Linked DNA regions of Sus scrofa: regions 1 and 3 are each linked to region 2. Evidence: chromatin contacts called from public Hi-C data. All regions are on one chromosome and are shown on one strand. The core of a region is the stretch at or near the end of the contact, and the rest is flanking DNA. Distances in the headings are between cores, read along the strand shown. Region 1 holds the start of NFXL1 (NF-X1-type zinc finger protein NFXL1). Region 2 holds the start of SLAIN2 (SLAIN motif-containing protein 2). Region 3 holds the start of OCIAD1 (OCIA domain-containing protein 1).

Region 1 (2,790 bases), core at 199-2,698, 370 kb before region 2:
ACTGCTTTGGATGAAGGATACTGACAAGCAGGAGGAGGCCACACCAGACATACCCAGAAAAGGACACAAAATTTGTGACGAGGAACCACAGTCGAAAGTACCACAAACTCAAGTGCTTACAGGACAAAGACAATTAAAGTTACTAAACTAAGGCAATCAAATCAAGATGGCAAATGACACGTGGCCCCAGAAGTAGGAGACCCAATGAGAAGTGGAAAGCCTAAACCCATTCTAAATGGGATTTCTTCGATGTAGCCTAGCTGGCTGTTCCCACGCGACAGCCACAAAGTTTCATTTTCCAAGAAAAGTAGATGATAACCAGACTGTTATGAGATTTTTAAAAAGAAAAGAAAAAACAAAAATACTACTGGCAACCAATTCAGATTTAATTCACTGTGTCAACCAAACCAAACCAAACCAAACCAAACTAAAGGCTAAATCAGATTCCTCCCCTCGGGGGGTGGGGGGGGGCACAATTTGCAACTTTTGGTCTAGACACTTAGCAGGCAAAAAGAGTGAAAAGAATACTGGATGGGGAAATAACAAATATTCCTATCACTTAAAATGATGAAAAAAGTCTGATGGGAATCAGCCTAGAATGAGCAGCTTCCTGAAAGGTTTGAGAAATGAGGCTAACAATAAACTCCGGAAGAAGAAAAGAAATGAATGGGGCAGAGGCAGTTCTGACTATCAAATGTCTTAGCAGGCATCCAAGTGAGCCCCCCGACAAGTTCCATTCTCACCACTGGCTACGGAAGTCTGCGGCGCTTCAGATCCCCAGGGGCTGCGTCGGGCTGAGCTACCTGCAGCCGAAGCGGTCGCGGCTCCTCCCGGGCTGGGGCCAGGACCAGTAGCGCCCACCGACCCCTTCTCTCGCCCTCCTCCGGCGCCGCGGAGATGGACTCCATTTCCCGAGGAGGGGGCCGCAGTGGCCCGTCCACGGGCTCGGCCTCGGCCACCGGCCACCTGGCGCCAGGAAGCTTCCATCCCTGCAGGAGTGGGGAGGGGGGGAAAGAGTGGAAGGAGCGTGAGCGCGGTGGTGTTTAGACGGGGAAAGGAGAGAGCGGGGGGAGCCGCTGTACCGGGCAGAATGAGGAGGGTCTCCGCAGGGCAGGGACCGGGTCGCGGCCCTGTCTCTCCCAGAGGGCGAGTCCCCGCTAAGCCCGGGCTCTGGAGATGGATCGAAGAGAGAGAGAACTAGGCAGAGAAATGGACTGCGAGGCAAGGAGCATCCAGCGCCGGAGAAGGAGAGCCGTAGAGGGGGAAAGCGCCTCCTCAGCCTCAGGGGTAGCGGGGTGACAGCAAAACTGCGGACAGACCCCGCGGGTCCCTCCAGGAACCAACTGTGGTAGCAAACCCGTTGAAACGCTACGTCTCCTTACCGACGGCGCCCGCCTCCAGCGACTACAACTCCCAGAAGCCCCAGCCCAGGGCTCTCAGAACGCGTGGCATCACAGGCCGCTTCCTCATCCGGGACTGTGTCTGTGTGTTGAGGCAGAGTGGAGGCTGGGGGCGGGGTTGGGGTGGGGGTGGGGTGGCAGAAAAGTCCTCTGAGAACCCGCGAGGACTGAATCGGATCGTCAGAAACTACAATTCCCGGTGTGCTCCGGGGCTCGGGAGAGGTGGGCGCCACAGAGAGAGCGCAAGGTGGGGAAGTGGGCGGGCCCTGAGGCTTTTGGGATGCTTGAAGATTCTGCTGCTTTCCCGCAACTGCCCTAAACCCAGCAGGGTATCGGGAACATGTCCCAGGGGCCGATAATTGACTGTCCGCCATCTTTAGCCTTGTTTTCTGGCTTTCTGCTGGCAGGGAATTTTTCTCACTGACGGGAAAGGCGTTTACTATGAAAACACTTTGGGGTCGGGGAAGATGGAGGAAAAGCTGAGAGAGAGAAAGTGTTTGGAGTGGAGAAAGCGCCTTTCTGAGGTGCTAAAGCAATGGAGAGGATAAAGCTAATGGTATTATTATCATAGTCCTTAATAGTTTACAGTATGCTTCTCTGGAAGCAAGCTGACTTTATTTTCAGGACAGCTCTGTAAAGTATACTTAATTAAGGAAAGTAGTTGAGAGCCAGGTGTGATCCTAATTCTTCTGACTTCACTGTTTCCAATAAGATATAGAAAAAGAGCAATTTCAAAAATTCGGAGGCCTGTCTTTGAGAAATATACTGATTGCTGTTTGGGACTATAGGATTCTTTACAACCCTTCAATTTAACTAATTCCTGTACTTTAATAATAAATAACTAATATTTATATAGCAAGTATTAAGTGCCAGGTGCTATTTTAAAGTGTTTTACATATATATGTCTATGGATAGTGCGGTACTCGGAGTCATCTTATTAGTCCCATCTTACATTAAGAATAGTGAGGCACAGAGAGGTTAAGTAACTTGCCCTTTATATAACTAGTTATTGTTATCAATCCCATTTTTTTTTAATTACAAAATAAAGACAAAATTTTCTTATTCAGCATCCTGGCATGCAACTAAGTCGTATGACTCTTGACTTACACTTTTGAACACACCATGCCGTTAGGTGATAACTGTACAAAAAGAAACACAAGGCTGCAAGACAAGAATAGCCGGAGAAACTGTTACAATATAACTTGTATCTTCACTGTTTCTTACCCCATCCCGAAACTTTGCTAAAAATAGAATGTGCTAAAAATAGAAATTACCCCTTTACCTGTATAACAAGCTGTTGCCTAAGCTGGGGGAGCCTGAGCTCTCTTTGCTCAGAGCTCTCAGCCACTCTGTTGGTTGGTAAGCCCGCTTGAGCTCTCAGCGCTCCAGT
Region 2 (2,700 bases), core at 182-2,681:
CCCTGACCCGTTGAGCAAGGCCAGGGATCAAACTGAGTCCTTATGGATCCTAGTTAGATGCGTTTCCACTGCACTACAACAGGAACTCCCAGAGCTTACATTCTTCATAACTTTCAACAGAGCAGATTTTGAATGTCCACTGTGTCAGACACTCTACTAGACATGGAAAACAAAAATGAATGGTCTCTTTTCATCAGGTGTATAGACAAAAACAACTGAAAGCAACTGAGAAAAAAAGCAAATTTTTAAAAAGTGCAAACACCTGTTGAAAACTATTGCTCAGGTAACGTTAAACAGAACAACTAGATCTTTGTGGAATTGTGGGGAAAAGTTTTCCTAGATGGATGAGCACGCGTTTTCAAAAACAGAATCAGATTTGGTAGGTAAAATATTCTAAGTAAGGAAAACACATCACAGGAAGTTTAAAAGGTACAAGCAAGTAGGACTTGGCATATGAGTCCACACCCAAGTGTAATAGCACTGGATCATTATTAGCAAAGGGTGGAGGAGGCAATTAGAGGAAAGCTGCAAACACAAACCAGTCGTTCACAATTTGCTCTCTGAAGAGCGGTGAATGTGATCAAAACAAAGAATTTAGTATTTTTGTTTTCTTTTTGCAGCAAGAGTACGAATTATACAGGGGTGCCATTGAATACACATTTTTACATCTCTCAGCATTCATCAGTTTTTTTTGTCAAAATGTTTAAGTGCTTTCAATACACAACTTTTTAAAAAGACACACTATGAAAAAGTTTTTCAGAAGAAAACGATCTGAAGAACAAATTATGCCTCAATTAACATACAAAGTTTAGGCGAGAGAAGCGTTTTTCTATTCCCTGCTTCCATACAAGTGTGCAGTAAGCTGCAGTAAAGTCGAGAAAACTGATCTAATCAACGAGATAATCCCTGTAAAATGCAGTGTTTGGCCCGTAGTAAGCAAGCACTCAACAATTTACGGTTATTATTTTGACCTTAGACCTCTCTTAACAATTTGGGATTCTGTTTTCTCATTTTCAGAGAAAAACGCGTCACAGATGGTCTGAGGCTCCTGCCAGCCCGGACAATCTACTATTTTCAAGGAGGCATCTAATAAATATTTGCTGAACAAACAGATGAAATTAATTGTCTCTCCAAGGGGCCCAGCTGAGCGCCCACCCGAGAACCAGCAGAGAAGGAGGATTGGACCGGGCGCCGGTCCCACCAGCCGGTACACATCCACTGCCAATAGTCGGTGCTAAGGGAGCGCCTCTGAGAGCAACCTTAGCCCCACCCACCGCCAAGTCCACACTCCCCTCCGCTCTGCCTGAGACCGGAATCGCTCTGCCCAGCCTGAGGGGCAGCCGCCCACCTCCGCTGACGCATAGGCACCGCCCCTTCCGGTGTAAGGCCCGCCCCACTCGGGCCCTCCCCACCGGCCTCGCCCATGGCCCCGCCCCTCCACGAGATCTGCGCCAGGTCCTCTCAGCGTCCGCCCGCTGCCTGTCCACCCTCGACGCTCTGAGGTCACCGACGGGGCCGGGCTGAGGGGGGCGGAGGGACGGAGGGAAGATGGCGGCTGAGGCCGGATATTGGCGCCGCCTCCCCCAATCCTGGAGCCGGCGCAGATGAGGCGGCACGGCTGGGGCCAGCGGCGCTTCGGAACCGAAGCAGAGGGGACCCTGGCGGTGGGGCCTGGCCCTGCTATATGCCGGCGCGTCGGCTAGAGTGAGCGGCGGCGGCACCTTTTTCCTCCGGCTTTTTCCCTGTCGCTGTGAGTCCAAGCGGGTGGCGGGCGACAGAGGCGGCGGAGCCGGGATGGAGGACGTTAACTCCAACGTGAACGCGGACCAGGAGGTGCGGAAGCTGCAGGAGCTGGTGAAGAAGCTGGAGAAGCAGAATGAGCAGCTGAGGAGCCGCTCCGGGGCCGTGCAGGGCGCCGGCTCCCTCGGGCCTGGCAGCCCGGTTCGGACCGGTGGGTCCACTCCCTCCTCCGGTACGGCCTCCCCTCGGGGCTTCCCCTTGGGCCTCAGCGCCAAGTCGGGCAGCGGGGCCGGGACGGGCCCGAGGCGGACGAGTAGCGAGGAGCTGCGGGACGCCACCTCCTTGCTGGCGGCAGGCGAGGGTGGCTTGCTGGACGAGGTGGAGCCGCTGCGGCCCGAGGAGCTGGAGCGCCTGTCAGGCTGGGAGGAGGAGGAGGAGAGCTGGTGAGCGCGGGGCTCCGGGCCGGGCCGGGGCTGGGCGGGGATGGGCCTGGGGGCGGAGAGCGTCTTCCGAGGGTCCTCTGGTTAAGACACCTCGCTTTTGTGTGGCGGGATCCGCTCTCTGACGGGGGACTCGTGGTTTTGATTGGGTTGCAGAAAGGTCGGTGAGAGTTGAGGGTTCGAGGCTTGCAAAGGGAGCAGGGTTTGTAGCTAGTTCTCTTCTGGGTTGAGGACCCTCTGGGCTTTGGACCCCGTTGGGGTCTAGAGGCTGGCACAGCATAGGAAGGGCTGTTTGCTGTGGGAGGAGTCGGAGATGGGAAACCGCTTTGAAGAAAGAGCTCCTGCTTTGTGTGACATACTGGCTTTGGGATGGTGGTCTGGGCGTTTTGGATGTTGGGGAGGGGTCAGCCGATGTAGTATAACCCAGTGCGGGAAGCAGACCAGAGTGGCCCAAGTCCGTGCAGTGGTCAGTGTTTTGGATCAGTGGGAGATGGGTACCTTTCTGGCGGCGATGGGGAGA
Region 3 (2,768 bases), core at 208-2,707, 500 kb after region 2:
CTTAGGGATATATTTGGGAGTATAAAGGTTTATGAGCCAAAGACTCTGTCCCAAAGAAGCTCTAAGCAAAAAGATCACAATATAGTGGCAGAACATTTGTAGTGACAGAAGTTCTCACAAAAGAAAGAGGTACTAAAAAGGAGGCATAATTAATTTTCTGAGGTGTATTTCAGAGAAGGGTTCACATGGGAGGAAATATAAAAGCAAGATTTGGAAATATCAATAGCATTGACAACACAGGCAGAAGGGTTGTGCTAGGAAAAACAACATACAGGGAACTGAGTACAAAGGGCTGCAGGCTGTTTCTTACAGTGAACACAAAACAGAAGAAAAGAGTTCCCTGGTAGCTCAGTGGGTTATGACCTGGCATGACAATGCGACACTGCTGTGCTACCATCACTGTTGTAGCTCCAGTTCAATCCCTGGCCCGGGAACTTCCACATACCACAGAAGTGGCCAAAATAAATAAATAAAACAAGAAAGTGAGGCTCAAGGGGACAGATGCCAAGCCATGAAAAGACACTCACAGTTTGTGCATGATCGAAATGCTCTAAGGAAGGAATCACGGGAGTTGATTTGTGTTTTAGATGGATCGCTATACCCTGTCTCTCTCTAAAAAATATTTGTGGGAGAATAAATTTGAGGCAGTGGAAAAGATAGAAGGATAGTGACAGCGGGCTCAGTAAGAGCTAAGAAATCTGAGAGGTTTGCAAGAGTTAATCAAAGGGGTAGGGGTTGATTGTTCACCGTGGAATCACCAATAACTTTTCAGTAACTGGCTCCTATCACGCACGCATTATCTGTAGAACGAATAATAACTGAATGGTGGCTGAGGACAGCAGCATGACATCTGACGAACAGAAGACATGAGCCCCCAAACTCTTCCATTAATAGAGAATGTAAGCCTCGTTTAAGGTGTGTTGCTTTACTCCTCACAACCGTATGAGGTAAATCTTATTTTCACTTTGCAGAAAAGAAAAACCCGAGGCTCAGAAACAGCAAGGTTGTACTATGCCTGAGGTACTAGAATTGGAAGTTAAAGCTCAAAAAGTCTGAGAGCCAGCCAAGTGCGCATGCTTAGTAATTACCTGCTACTGCTTAGCCTAGAGGCTCAAAGAATGAAATGAATTATGTAAACCGTAAACAGAGAAAGAGCCAAGAAAAATTTGTAATTGAACAACGGCCTAAATGCGGGGCTCCAAAACGTTCCTGCCAGCCGGTCCCTGGAAGATCACAACTACCCATCACAACAGCCTCAGGCCAAGCTTCCCGCGCCCTGAGGAGAGCCGGTGGGCGGAGCTCGGGTCCGCAGAGGCGGCTGGCGCAGCCGCAGTGCAGCTCGTGAGCGCCTCCGCCTGGACCCGGAAAGGGAGGAGGGGCGAGCCGAGGAGGACGGCGCTGACCGACGCAGGCGCACCTGTCTATTCCGAGGCTGCGTGCCTTGACACTCGGAGGGAAGGTCTTGACGTCATTTCCTTCCGTAAGCCCCGAATGCTTCCGGGTTGTAGTCATTTTGTGCCCGTATCTGGTTGATTTCTGGACGGTTGCTGCGGTGACCGCTCCCCACCCCCAACTTTGCTGCTGTCTCGCGCATCTCCCTCCCTCCCCCCACCCCCGACCCTGCTCGGGTTCCCTCCAGGCCTTCTGCCCCTGGTCGCTCGGGCTCGCCGCGCTGTCACCCGCTGCTGTCGTCGGGAGGTGGGTGAGGTGACGCAGAAAGCCCCGTTCAGCCCTCCTACCTACCCACTTACCATCTCCGCGCGGCCAGCCGTTCCCCTGCACCTTCCGCCATTTTCCCGTCTGCGAGGGTGGTCCGATCGCGCTTTTGGTCTAGGGCCCCTGCGTGCGGGTGACCAGGCGGGTGACCAGGCGGGTGACCAGGGCTGGTGAGGGAGCGTGTCTCGGGGGGTGTGGATGGGAGAAATTCATGGTGACGGATGTGTGTAGGTGTTGCGGGTGGGAGACGCAGTGGGTGGGGGATGGAATGCGGAGTCAATGGTCGTAATTCAGGTTTTTTCTTCGGGGTAAAGGGATTAAAATGAAGGCGTCTAAAGGGCCCTTTTCAGCCCTGGCAGTCTCTTTGTAGGTAGGATCCTGTTAACGAGAAAGAAGCGGTTTTCATTTTTTTCTTTTACTGTTGTTTTAAAATATAAGTAGTTCATTAAGCAACCTCCATCAATCCCTGAGTTCATTTGCCCTTTCCGTTTTTTTGTTTTTTTGTTAACAAAACAAAACATGCTTTATTTAGTTCTTTTATCCTTGGCCAAGGGATTGGCATGTAGTAGGCCCCCTGTTTTGATTTACTGCGTAAGTGGAAGGGCCCAGTAGCTATGGTCGTCTGACGTTTCCGTTTTCATTTAAATTGTTTTTAAGATGGGAGTAATCATGATCCTACCTGAACATTCTGTAACGCACGTAACTCTTTAATCTCTTGGTCGCTTAAGTCCGAAGGCATCGGTTAAAAAAATAGTGTTCTTGAAATACTATGAATTTTTTTTTTTAATCGAAAACCTAGGGAGGAAAGTTTACAGGATGCAGAATATGCTGTTAGCTTCATACCACAGGGAGAAAAATGTGACGTCGTTCTTATTTCGAGGTTTTTTTTTTTTTTTTTTTTTGGAGTACTGCTCTGTGGAAGAAGTTGTATGTTTCCTGATGATTATTTTATTTTTAAAAATGAAAGCCCAGAAATGACTTGGGGTTTTTCCTCTGTTTTGGAGAATTATCCTAATCATTGGGCATATATTTCTGAGAGGATCCAAACATAG

What was found. Hi-C and Micro-C count contacts between places; a contact is called where the count stands out from the background.
Region 1: a Hi-C map of liver shows a contact between it and region 2, with 8 times the contacts expected there. The contact joins the promoter of NFXL1 here to the promoter of SLAIN2 in region 2. A contact is called at or near these places in 5 of 47 Hi-C or Micro-C datasets (epiblast stem cells, heart right ventricle, liver and 1 more).
Region 3: a contact with region 2 is called in a Hi-C map of liver, with 5 times the contacts expected there. The contact joins the promoter of OCIAD1 here to the promoter of SLAIN2 in region 2. A contact is called at or near these places in 2 of 5 promoter capture datasets (liver and skeletal muscle) and 3 of 47 Hi-C or Micro-C datasets (heart right ventricle, liver and skeletal muscle).

The regions. Positions count from the first base shown.
Region 1 is chr8:37,874,134-37,876,923 of Sscrofa11.1, forward strand. NFXL1 (NF-X1-type zinc finger protein NFXL1) reads right to left here and starts at 1,449. Exons shown (of 23, transcript XM_021100578.1): 1 at 1,383-1,449; 2 at 744-989. The coding sequence starts at 987.
Region 2 is chr8:38,240,066-38,242,765 of Sscrofa11.1, forward strand. It overlaps SLAIN2 (SLAIN motif-containing protein 2), which reads left to right and starts at 1,432. Exons shown (of 9, transcript XM_005666635.3): 1 at 1,432-2,183. The coding sequence starts at 1,795.
Region 3 is chr8:38,743,958-38,746,725 of Sscrofa11.1, forward strand. OCIAD1 (OCIA domain-containing protein 1) reads left to right here and starts at 1,458. Exons shown (of 8, transcript XM_021101191.1): 1 at 1,458-1,480. It overlaps FRYL (protein furry homolog-like), which reads right to left and starts at 1,881. Exons shown (of 66, transcript XM_021101186.1): 1 at 1,752-1,881.